Linked DNA regions of Mus musculus: all the other regions are linked to region 2. A link is a contact called in public promoter capture Hi-C data. All regions are on one chromosome and are shown on one strand. The core of a region is the stretch at or near the end of the contact, and the rest is flanking DNA. Distances in the headings are between cores, read along the strand shown.

Evidence for each region. Promoter capture Hi-C pulls out the DNA fragments that hold promoters and counts their contacts.
Region 1: a contact with region 2 is called in a promoter capture Hi-C map of the HPC-7 cell line, with 2.6 times the contacts expected there. The contact joins the promoter of Lnpep here to the enhancer-like site in region 2. A contact is called at or near these places in 11 of 39 promoter capture datasets (3T3-L1-derived adipocytes, the HPC-7 cell line, HPC-7-derived erythroid cells and 7 more) and 7 of 115 datasets of contacts at active chromatin or transcription factors (acute myeloid leukemia, astrocytes, embryonic forebrain and 4 more).
Region 3: a contact with region 2 is called in a promoter capture Hi-C map of the HPC-7 cell line, with 4 times the contacts expected there. The contact joins the promoter of Riok2 here to the enhancer-like site in region 2. A contact is called at or near these places in 13 of 39 promoter capture datasets (the 3T3-L1 cell line, the C10 cell line, the HPC-7 cell line and 7 more), 4 of 484 Hi-C or Micro-C datasets (CD8 T cells, embryonic stem cells, hematopoietic stem and progenitor cells and 1 more), 6 of 115 datasets of contacts at active chromatin or transcription factors (the NIH/3T3 cell line, astrocytes, embryonic stem cells and 3 more) and 1 of 9 other capture datasets (liver).

The regions. Positions count from the first base shown.
Region 1 is chr17:17,622,062-17,625,823 of GRCm38.p6, reverse strand. It overlaps Lnpep (leucyl/cystinyl aminopeptidase), which reads left to right and starts at 1,335. Exons shown (of 18, transcript NM_172827.3): 1 at 1,335-1,430. The coding sequence starts at 1,412.
Region 2 is chr17:15,741,055-15,744,581 of GRCm38.p6, reverse strand. Chd1 (chromodomain helicase DNA binding protein 1) reads right to left here. Exons shown (of 36, transcript NM_007690.3): 16 at 2,263-2,425; 17 at 1,352-1,504. Among named protein-coding and RNA genes, the nearest start is that of 5830433I10Rik, 37 kb to the right of the region's middle. Within about 2 kb of position 1,426, at least 62 of the 459 cell types and tissues checked have an H3K27ac peak or open chromatin away from gene starts, as enhancers often do. A contact at or near this core is called in CD8 T cells, the HPC-7 cell line, acute myeloid leukemia and 1 more, where this site is marked.
Region 3 is chr17:17,372,926-17,376,570 of GRCm38.p6, reverse strand. It overlaps Riok2 (RIO kinase 2), which reads right to left and starts at 2,239. Exons shown (of 10, transcript NM_025934.2): 1 at 1,901-2,239. The coding sequence starts at 1,966. Gm36768 (predicted gene, 36768) reads left to right here and starts at 2,355. Exons shown (of 4, transcript NR_168690.1): 1 at 2,355-2,557; 2 at 3,337-3,397.

The sequences.
Region 1 (3,762 bases), core at 86-2,585, 1.9 Mb before region 2:
TGTTAATGAGGTCCCAGAGTTAGGTAAGGAGTTTAGTGGTTACTCCAAGTACAGTTGGTTTTCACAGGGCGTTGTAAAACAGGAGTGGAACGTAGTGGATGTAATACAATCGACCTCTTAAAAACACTGCACTTCGGGTTTACTTCTTTGAACGTAGAATTTCCTTATCGATCGAACATCATCCCTTTCTCCTCTTTCGCCCAGGATATTTGTACAGGTTTAGATTTTGTTTGCACGGGTTGACAGCCTGGGAGGAGGAGTGTGTGACAGTTGGCTCGCGCAGTGAGGCCAAGGCCTAGCCAAGTCGCCGCAGGGGACGAAGCAGTGAGTGGGGAGGAAAGAGGAGCTGTGGCTGCGGTTGGGAGGGATGGGGGAGCCTCTTCGCGGGGTGTTGACTTCCGGCAGTTGGAGAAACAGGAGCTAGCAGGAGCTAACGCGGTCTCTACGTGTCTCGTAGGCTGCCGGGGACCGCCCCGATTTGGCACCGGAAACAATGGGGCCCGAGGCAAAGGCGCGAGTACTAGGGGAAGGGGGAACTTGGCTCCCTCCGGTCTAGCCCCGCGGAATCAGGCCGTGTACCCTGAAGGCTGGGAGCAGCCAACTGCTGGTGTCGAGTAAGGACAGGACTAGGCAGGCGGGCCTCTCTGCACACAACCTCTGCGCGCACGGTCCGTTCTCCTACACCCCGCTCCGGGTTTTGAGATCTGCTCGCAGTTCTAAGCCCAGCCCTAAGCAAAGGGCACCGATCGACTCCCGGGCCCCTCCCTTCCTCTGGCCTCCGGCTTTGCTGCAGCAGCAGCTGCTGCAGGGCGTTCTGCTAAAGGAGGGAAGTCGGGCCGACCACCGCCGCAGGGCTTGCTCCGGCGGTTAAGAAGAGCGCCGCCCCGGGCTAGCCCAGCGTAGAGGCCGACCCACCCTGGGCCTTGTCTTGCTTTCAGAACGCGAAGGGCGACAACCCCTCTGGCGACAGCATCACCGGCCGCATTTCCGGGCTCAGTACTGGGGTGGCCGCACCCGAAACACGGCCGGATGCAGTAGTAGGTGTACCAGTTGTCTGAACCGGGGTACTACAGCTCTGCGGCACAGACAGCGCGGCGGCTAGAAGTGAGCTCCGGGGGTGGGGCTCTAAGCCCCGCCCCAGCACTGCGCTCCTCCCCGCCGCCCCTGGGCGGAGTGGGCCTAGGGTTGAGCGATGCTTAGCGTCCACGCCTCAGTGGGTCTTTTGCAGCAGTTGCGAAAACCCGGAACGAAGGTGTTGTTGCCGTGCGGCGGAGCGGCGCCGCCCCTCGCCGCACCTCCCCGGCAGCCCTCGGAGGCCTTTGCTGGGCATGCTCAGTCGTCAGGACCGCTTCGGCTCTCGGAGTAGGAAGCTTGGGGCGCTGGGCTGGTAAGGACCCGCGGCGGGGCGAAGATGGAGTCCTTTACCAATGGTGAGTGGCTAGCCCGAGTCGCGGATTCCCGGGCTCTCAGGGTCCAGAGGGTCAGATGTGGCAAGGGGGTCAGGCTGCAGGCATCCCTGCCAAGGGTTTCCCAGGCGGGCCGGGGGGCGGCAGAGGGGCCAGGGTCGGCTGGGGCAGGCGTGAAGGTCAGCCCTCTCCCGGGGGCCAGCCCCGAACCTCCAGGTGAGGTAGTCGGCAAAGTTTGGGATGCTTGCGCGGTGGAGGGGGCGGCGGCAAAGTTGGCAACGGCGTTGGTCCTGGGGGAAGCGGCCGCGGCCAGGAGAAGCTGCGGCCCCGGCGAAAGCCTACTCGTGCGGGGAGCCTGGAGCTGTCCGCCCGTCCTTCACCGAGCTGTCCGCATGCCTTTCCGTAACAGGGCGGGGTGGGGCCGCGGCTGGCAGCGTGATTTAGTGCACTGCAGGGAAGGAAACTTACCGGGGGCTGGCTAGTACTGCTCGGTGTGGCGAAGATGCCGCCCCGCATTGCCACCCGTCTGCCTACCGCTGCTCCGCAGGTCGACCAAACTTCTTTTTACCAGCTAGTGATGTTTGATCTTCTAGTTAGAGATCCATTGAATATCAATGGCCCTTGTTGGGCTTATATCATAAGGTGGCATGGGTGTGTGTGTGTGAAAGTCAAAGCAGTCTGTGTCCAGAAAATAGCCACGGCCCTTTACTTCATGGCTTTTGTCTGGGCTTGTAGTGCTTGAGTCTCAATATAGAGGTGAGATGATGTCTCACCATTTTATGGTGTTTAAATATATGGATTCCACTTTAGGATGGAAAGTAGGAAAACTGCTAATAAAGGGTAGGGCTTAATGAGATTAGAGGATCCACTTTCTACTTGGCATGTGTTTCCAGTGTGGTTGGTTACTTCAGGTAGGTAGAAAGTCAGATTAATGGGAGAGAAGCATATTATTGTTGGGAGGGGGGTCGCATGCCACTTAAGGAACTGGGAAGGGGGAGGGGACACCCACTCTATCCACTCTAATGCCTAGGCTGGACTTTGTTGTGTTCTTTAACATTGTTTACCACATCGCTGGAGCTGTGACCTACTCATTATGTTCTCCTTTTCCCTAATTCGGGATGCTTTATTCTCCTGCCATCTTTCTGTCTGCAGTGTTTAATTAGGCTTAGTAATGACAGCTTTAACTCCAAATTTCTTTCTCATATGTGTTCTATTTGTAATTACCAAGTTTCTAAGAATAGTCTGGTAAACTTACTCAGAGAATTAAGGAAGATTTGAACTGAAAGGCACCATAGAGACCATCTAGGATTTGAGTGTAAAATGTGCTTAAAAGAGGTATAAAATTTTCCAAGACGTTTTCTTCCTTCTAGGCAGAATTATTGGAGCCTCCTTGTTTTAAATATGTAGGTAAGATTTTTAATTATGAAATCTTACCCAATTGAAAACAAGAATGAGTCATTTATTTAGTCAGGTTTTTCCCTGGTTGATTTGTTGAACTTCCCCCCTACATAATTAAAGTACATTTTCACACCATAAAGTTAAAATCTTTTCTCCTCCCATAGAATATCCTCCTTTAGATATATTTACAAACTGTCTCATTTGGGAAGACCATGGAGAAATCCTAGAGAAAAGAGGCAAAAGGTCAACTTTTCTAGTTCTTTTCTGTCTACCAGTTTTTCACAGTTGGTGTTGAAGGCTGATTGGCAATGTGTCATTTCAGTTAATGCTGTCCTCCTTTAAGAAGGAAAGCAGGAACTACATATAACTCTGATACTGCTAATTTAAGGTGCTTTGAAGACTTTAAGGCGGAATAGGTATTTAAAACTTTTAGAAGTTTGCTGTAGAATTTTCTCGTGTTCGAATACTATATAGTGTAAATTGTACTTATTTTTGTCATCTTACAATCTATGATTGAAGGATTTATCAAGCTTGTTTGTTTGTTTGTTTGTTTTTCAGGACAGGGTTTCTCTGTATAGCCCTGGCTGTCCTGGAACTCGCCTTTGTAGACCAGGCTGGCCTCAAACTCAGAAATCCACCTGCCTCCGCCTCCCGAGTGCTGGGAGTGCTGGGATTAGAGGCGTGCGCCAGCACGGGCCGGCCTGGATTTATTAAGCTTAATATTGGCTTTTGTAATTGATCCTCCTTTAGTAAATCTTTCTCATTTACATGCTCTTGAATGTCCCTGCATAAAGAGGTGTGTGTGTGTATAGATGTATAATAAAGTTTCAGTAGCTCTGAGCCCTTGGCTTTCTTAAAATACTGTCAGCAGTTCATTAACTGACTCACAAGTTCATAAAGTCGAGGAATTTAGTCTTGTCATTCCAACCTTCAGAACTCAGTGATTTCAGTAGCATTT
Region 2 (3,527 bases), core at 177-2,676:
GAGTTATAGAAGAAAGGGAAAGTTAGAATTTTACTAATGTTTCTATATTACATTATATTGTACTTTTAACTCTGAACACTTTATTTTATTTTTGTTCATATGTGTATATGCACATATGCATGTAAATTCCCTCAGAAGCCAGAAGAGGGTATAAGATCCCATGAAGGTGGAGAGTCAGCTTGCTGTGAGCCACACAAAGGAAGTATTTGCTTCCATTTTCTATCTGTCCAGTCCCAAGAAAAAATTTTAAGGAAATAATTTTCAGTGGTTTAAGAACAGTGCTCTAAGCTTTCTTCCAAATCTAATTTGTGTTTCTTTTCCATTAAAATACAAATTGCAATTAATAAAACCTCTGCATCATTTACTGTGACATGACTTAAGTATAGCTCTCCACCTGAGGGTGTGCTAACGGTTCTTAACTACAGTAGCGCTGCATTCTGTTCCCAGTATATTACTATTACTGTGTTTTTATTGTGCTAATATCACCAACACATAAAGGTATAGTACTCCTACTTTCAAACTACATGTAGCATAGTGTGAGCAAGCTTCAACAGAGCGACCCTGTACACTAACTCTCAGTCTAACTCCTCTGCCTACAGTAAACATCCATCGTGTACCAGTCGTGTGCACAGAGAGTTAGCTGTACTCCCGGTACTATTCCAAGAGGCCAGTAAGACGACACAGTAAAAAGCCAGCCTAGGAACCTGAGTCCAAGCCCTGGAGCCCGAATGAATGTGGAAGGCCTGACTCTACAAAACTGTTCTCTGACCCCCACAAGAGCACCAAAGCACAAACACACATGCACACACCCTCACACGCATAAACACAAAATTAATGACAAAGAAATCACTACGAGGTATAATGTACTGAGAATAGGACCTGACCCTAACACTAAAACACTCATCGGTGTAGGTTTTAATCCCACTGAACAAACTTCACTGTGAATTGAAAGTAGACAGGATGTCAGCCTGTTCTTATCTGAGCCCTGCTCAACTTTTTTTTGGCAAACCACACAAAAGGCTTCCCACAGCACACAGAGCATTACAGCCCGACCAGCCTGCATGTGTCCAAGGACAGCTTCTCTTTTCAGACGTCATCTTACTTCCCAAAGCTTGCCCTTCAGACCCATCTTAGCACAGAAATACCACTTTAGTCCAGCTTTTAACAATATACAACATAAAAACAAAATTAAAATAAAATTTAGAGAAAAAAAATGAAACTTAGAAAAGTAACAAATGATTCTCTCAGTATGTTTAAGAGAAATATAATTTATATGCAAAATAATCTAAAAAGTGACTCAATAAAATAAGCCCAAGAATACAATGAAAAATAGAAACCAAGAAATGCTTACTTGAAAGGGGAACTGGCGGTACTTCAAATACTCTGCGAGTATGTCTAACATCCGCACCATCTGAGAGAAAATGAGCACTCGGTTGCCTCTTTCTCTTAGGCGAATCAACAGCTTGTCGAGAAGGATGAGTTTTCCGCTACTACGGATTAAGTGCTAAGGAAACAGCAGAGTACACCTATTACAACGTGGTAAAGCAGGAAACAGTCCAGAGCCCCACGGAATACTGCAGTTGTTTCTACTCTATCCAGTTTAGAGTTTAAGCTTTTCAGAATGCTGAAGAGAAAAGTTACTTTGGCTTTCAAAACTGTCTAGAGCTTTTCCCATCTTCCTCTATTACGTACATCAAACCTGCCCTAACCAGGCATAACAAGACTATTATTTCTGCTGTATCATTCTACTTGCCAGCTCTTACACTACTTCTCTAAGATTTAGCCAAAACAAACATACATTAAAAAAAAAAAAAAAAGCAACTAAACAAACACAGAGCAAGCAAACATATTCTTTTCTAATTCAGGGATGCTCACTCCTCAATGAACTACTGTGACTGAATTCCAAGTGTGTCTTCACGTCTGAACTGCCTCTCAACAGTAACAGAGGGGTAACATCTATGAAGGAAAGCCCTCCTTTAGGCTACTATTTACAGTCAGATTTAGCCATATCACAATCTCTAAGACACTAATAGATTTTGTCTGATAAATAGAAACAACTCACTGGTTTGAAAGACTATGTTTATAAATTATAATTTTAAAAGCTTTCATAAATACAAATAATAACACCATCACTTAAATGAAACATTAACCAAAGAGAACTTGACATGAATATATTATATTACTCTACTATTTTTATCCTAAAACTGAAATACATATTCTTAGAATTCTGCTTTAGCAATAGAAATAGTTAAAAAGTCTTACTTGTAAGGCCTCCTGTTTATTATAGAATTCATTATTATCTGGTGGTTTAATGAGGTAGCAATGGTTACAACATTTCTTTAGCTCCATCATAATGTTCAAAAAGCCTGAGGTACTGCCCTTGGAACCTTTGCTGAGGGCTTTATAATTCCTAGTTAAAATCCACCTTCAAAAACAAAAGACACATAAACAATATTCAGCAGATCACAAAGATAAATTGTGAAAGCTTAAAACCAGCATTAGTCATCATCCTGAAGCTCGTGGTTACACCCAGGATGCACTGAACCTCATATGTCAGACTCAGAACGGACACATGGGGCGGGGGTGGCGCACGCCTTTAATCCCAGCACTAGGGAGGCGGAGGCAGGCAGATTTCTGAGTTCGAGACCAGCCTGGTCTACAGAGTTCCAGGACAGCCAGGGCTACACAGAGAAACCCTGTCCAGAAAAACCAAAAACCAAAAACAAAACAAAACAAAAAAAAGCCGGACACATAACCTGTCTGATCCATCAACCACGTACCAAGGCTTTCTGTAGTGTAATAAAGACATTCATCATTTCCCTGAGAGCTGTGGACAGTGAGCCACAGCATCAATCTTCTAGAAATTTCATTCCATCAAACAATTAGAACCACATCTTTTCCACCGAGTCTCATGAAAATACCCGGCTTTAGTCACGCTGTCCTCTCTAAATTGCAATTATGTAATACCCATGCAACTTGAAAAACACTTCAAACCACATACAATTCTTCTCTTCAAAACCTACTTTAGTTACCTATTACTAACTTCCTTTTTCATAAATTTACCTTATGAATAGAATTAAAAATACCAAATATCTCCTGTGTTTCTGGAGGAGATACTCTAAAAACTTTTTACACAAATTTATGGCACTCTTTCAAGGCTAATTTAGGCATCAGTCAGGCCTGTTCTCCACCTCACCCCCAACCCTGAAGGAGGTACATAAATATTTAAAGCCACATTTTGTTACGATAGTAACTGCAAAAAAGTACCCAGAAGCTATAGGGGTTATATCTTCTTTCTCCTTTTAACTGTTCCGTATTCTTTTCAATTTTTAAATTTTCCTAATTTTCCACACACAACAAAAAATACTTAATATCACTCTTTTCCATTATAAAACATTCTCTCCATAAAAACTCAAATCTAAACAAGCAGTTGATCTACAGGAAATAAAAAGAATATTTTTAAAGATTCCACAAAAATATACTACAAAAGTCTACAGTGAAAAATTTACTTAGAAAAATGTTTCCTT
Region 3 (3,645 bases), core at 990-3,489, 1.6 Mb before region 2:
TCTTTTGCCCCTTCATATGTGGTATGTTTTCCATGTGTGTGCACTGTGTGGAGGCCTGGGTTCATGTCTTTCTAGACTGTTCTCCATTGAATTAAAGATCTTCAGGAAGTAGTAGGGGAGATCCAGACAACAATGTAAAAGGGTAAAAGAAATGAAGAGTCAAAATTCTGAACTGAAGAAAAAGGATTATTAAAAATATTAATGAGATGGGGATGTGAAAAACTGGGGAGAGTGTGTGGGGGGTGGTGGTGAACATTAAACATGCAACAAGTCAAGAAATGGTAACTGGCAAAGAAATGGCAAAGAAGTTCCTACAGGGAGCAGCCAGGGAAGACAGCACTGGTGGCATCCATTGAGTCCAGAATGTTAAGTCTGCTGCCTAGGTGAGTCTTTAGGATCTTAGAAATTCTGGAAGAAAAATCTTTACTCTGGTGTCCCACCATAACTGCGCCTTTGAAAGTTTTAGCTCGTTCTTATCTCCTTTCCTTGCTTCCCCAATCCTCCAATACACTTATCGACTACCCTATTTTTGTCAAGACACTGAGAAATGAATGAATGTGCTGAGAAGGAAAGCCATTACTTAAAGAAAAAGCCAGGTTAATTAAGGAAGCTATAGGAAAAAGGAAGCACATGCCAAAGTTCATGTGGACCTTGCATTTGATGAATTTGTAAACGTTACCTACTTAACTTGGCTACAAAGGCTTAAAATAATACATGAACCAGGCAACTCACATTTCATATCCTATTATGCAACACAGCCCTTACCAAAAGTCAGCAACTCCTAAACAAAGCCTGACTCATTCTAACCTTACATAACTGTCCTGATTTCTGTGCCACAACACTAAAACTACAGAATCAGATTTTGTCATCTTCCTAATTAAAACATTCACAGGTCAGGCAGTGGTGTCGCACGCCTTTAATCCCAGCACTTGGGAGGCAGAGGCAGGCAGATTTCTGAGTTTGAGGCCAGTCTGTCTACAGAGTGAGTTTCAGGATAGCCAGGGACACCCAGAGAAACCCTGTCTTGAAAAACCAAAATAAATAAATAAATAAATGAATTAAAAAATAAATAAAAATAAATCACGGGCTTACACACACATCGTTTACTAGGCCTGCAAGGGCTTATATGGTTTGGTTCTCATTTTCCATGTATGTCCCCAACCATTATATCGAACCTTTCTCTTCTATGAAGACTCTCCCTCCCATCTCTGAGTTTTTGCTCTAATTTGCCTCTAACTCTCTCCAAGGACACCTCTTCTACAACTCTCTCCAAGGACACTTTTTTCTCCGGCAGTTAAGATTCATTGGTTCGGGGGGTGGGGACAAACTTTGTAGTTCGATTAACAGTAAAGACAAGATTCTTGGATTCTGTCTCCATCACTGTAAAACTCAAAGACAGTATCCTTCCAACACGTGGCTACTTTCTATTTCTTTATCCTTTGTTACCTTCACGGTACTTACTATCTGACTACATTGTTAACATATTGATTTGCTGGTCGACTAAGAGGCATCTCCTTTCCTCCTTTGTTTTGCACTCTGCTGTTATATTTGATAGAGAAAGCTGACTTTTTTTTTTTAACATTAAGTGTCTGAGTCTATTAGAGGACTTAACTCCCACCCTCCCCTAGTTTGGAAGCCAAAGATCAATGAAATTTCCCGGGCCACAGAGACGTAAGCACATCTGCAGCAAAAGAAGCTGAAAGGAAGAACCATGTTTAGTAAAAGATAGTTCTTTTTTTCACAAAGCTTCATGAAAATCAGACCTTGGTGCCCTTTACCCAGATCCCAGCCTCGGCAAACAATCCACAAATCAGAGAGCCCTCACTCAGCTCCCAGCGACCTTAGAATAGCAGGAGGAGGACGTCACCGAATGGATAAGCAAGAAAGGTGTACTCCTTACCGCAGTCAGAACTCTGAAGTCATCGCGGCTCATGTACCTAAGCTTGGCTACATTCACCTTCCCCATGCTTGCCCAGTTCCACCACGGACGCTCTCTGGGAAGACGCAAAGTTGCTGGGTAATCTCGCAGGCTTTCGGCGGCGACCTGCCCGCGCACGCGCCCTGTATTTAAGGTGCTTATCGCTAGGTAAGAACACGTGCTCAAGAAGCAGTAGAAAAATGCTATTTTTTTCTCGTTTTTGTAGCTAAAAATCAGGCAGAAGTGATTTTTCAGCCCCTAAATAAATAATTTACGTTTGACTGATTTGGCAAGTTGCAAATGTTTTACATAGTATGCCACGTTACTTTTCAGAGCTGCTAGGACCTGATTGGAATTAAGGCCGGACTTCCGCATGCAACAGTGCTTACGTCACGAGAGGGGCGTGTTTTATTCGTTCCGAGCCACGCCCACTTTTAGTGCAGCAACTGTGCACTGTAAAGTCAGGGAGGGAAATGAGTAAGCGAGACCGGAGGCCAGCAAAACCACTGAAAGGGTGGCCACAGAGCCGCACGCGCTGTCTCTCGGCAGCCCCACCCCTGTCCGGCGGAGGAGGGCCGGGTTAGGAGCTGCCCCGCTGGCCTGGGACGCTGATCCCAGGACGGGTTAGGAGGAGCTTCTGTACGTACTATCCAGTGCTCGCTTCCAAAGAAAGCGCGCACCTCAATGTTTCTTGGGTCCAGGAGCATTTGGGAGGCTTAACAAGACAATGTACCCAAGACAAAGACTTTTATTACCGTACCTTCATCCCGACAGCAGCAGCATAGTAACAAGTGTGACTCATGTGATATTCAGTACCTGTGTTTCTCATTTCACGAATTATCTATATTTCAGTCCTTTAAGCTGCAGATCTTCTCTGGTCAGCTCTTAGGTTAAGCTTGGGCGCTATAAGTGTCCAGTGTTATGATCTGCTTTATACTTGAGAGATTGCCAACGACTGGTGTGTAACTTTTTTTTTTTTTTTTTTGAGGTATGTGCAAACTTTAAGGACTCAGATTAAGATACCTTCGTGTTCCTTCCATACTCCACTCCTTCCAGTTTCCAAGAAACAATGTATTCATTTCCTCCTTTTGGAGAGTGGTGCTGAGTATCTTCCTGGAGTAAGCTCTTTCATAAAGCATAGGGGCAGACAGCAGGCTGTAGTGTCCGTATCGGTCCAGCTAAAGTAGTTGGTAATCTAAAATCATCAAATCGAAACAAAAGATCAATCCTTTTTCATCTCTATGTTCCTGTCTTTGGGGTCTTGTATGCTTGAATACAGGATTCTAGGCATATCTAATTAGGACTTAACTAATTAAGACCGTTGTACACAATGGAATTTTTCTTTCTACATTAACATTAGAACATGTGAAAACAAAAAGTTTGAAGCTTTGATTATCTGTCTTTCTGTCTCCTTTCAGCATTGCTCCACAGAGCCACCACTAATTGAGTGGGTTTGGATCCAAGTTCTGGAATATTGGGGTAATCACAGTCCAGATTTCTCATCTTTTCAATATTGTGGGTTTTTTGTTTGTTTGTTTGTTTTTTTAGTAATCAAGTCATTTATGAGTAAAGGATTTAAATTCAATCTTCCTTTCTCACCATACTTAGTGTGACTTAAGCCAGTGGTTCCCAACCATCCTAGTACAGCGGTCCTTTAATACAGTTTATTTTGTGGTGATTGCCAACAATAGAATTGTTTTTTATTGCTACTTCATAACTGTAATTTG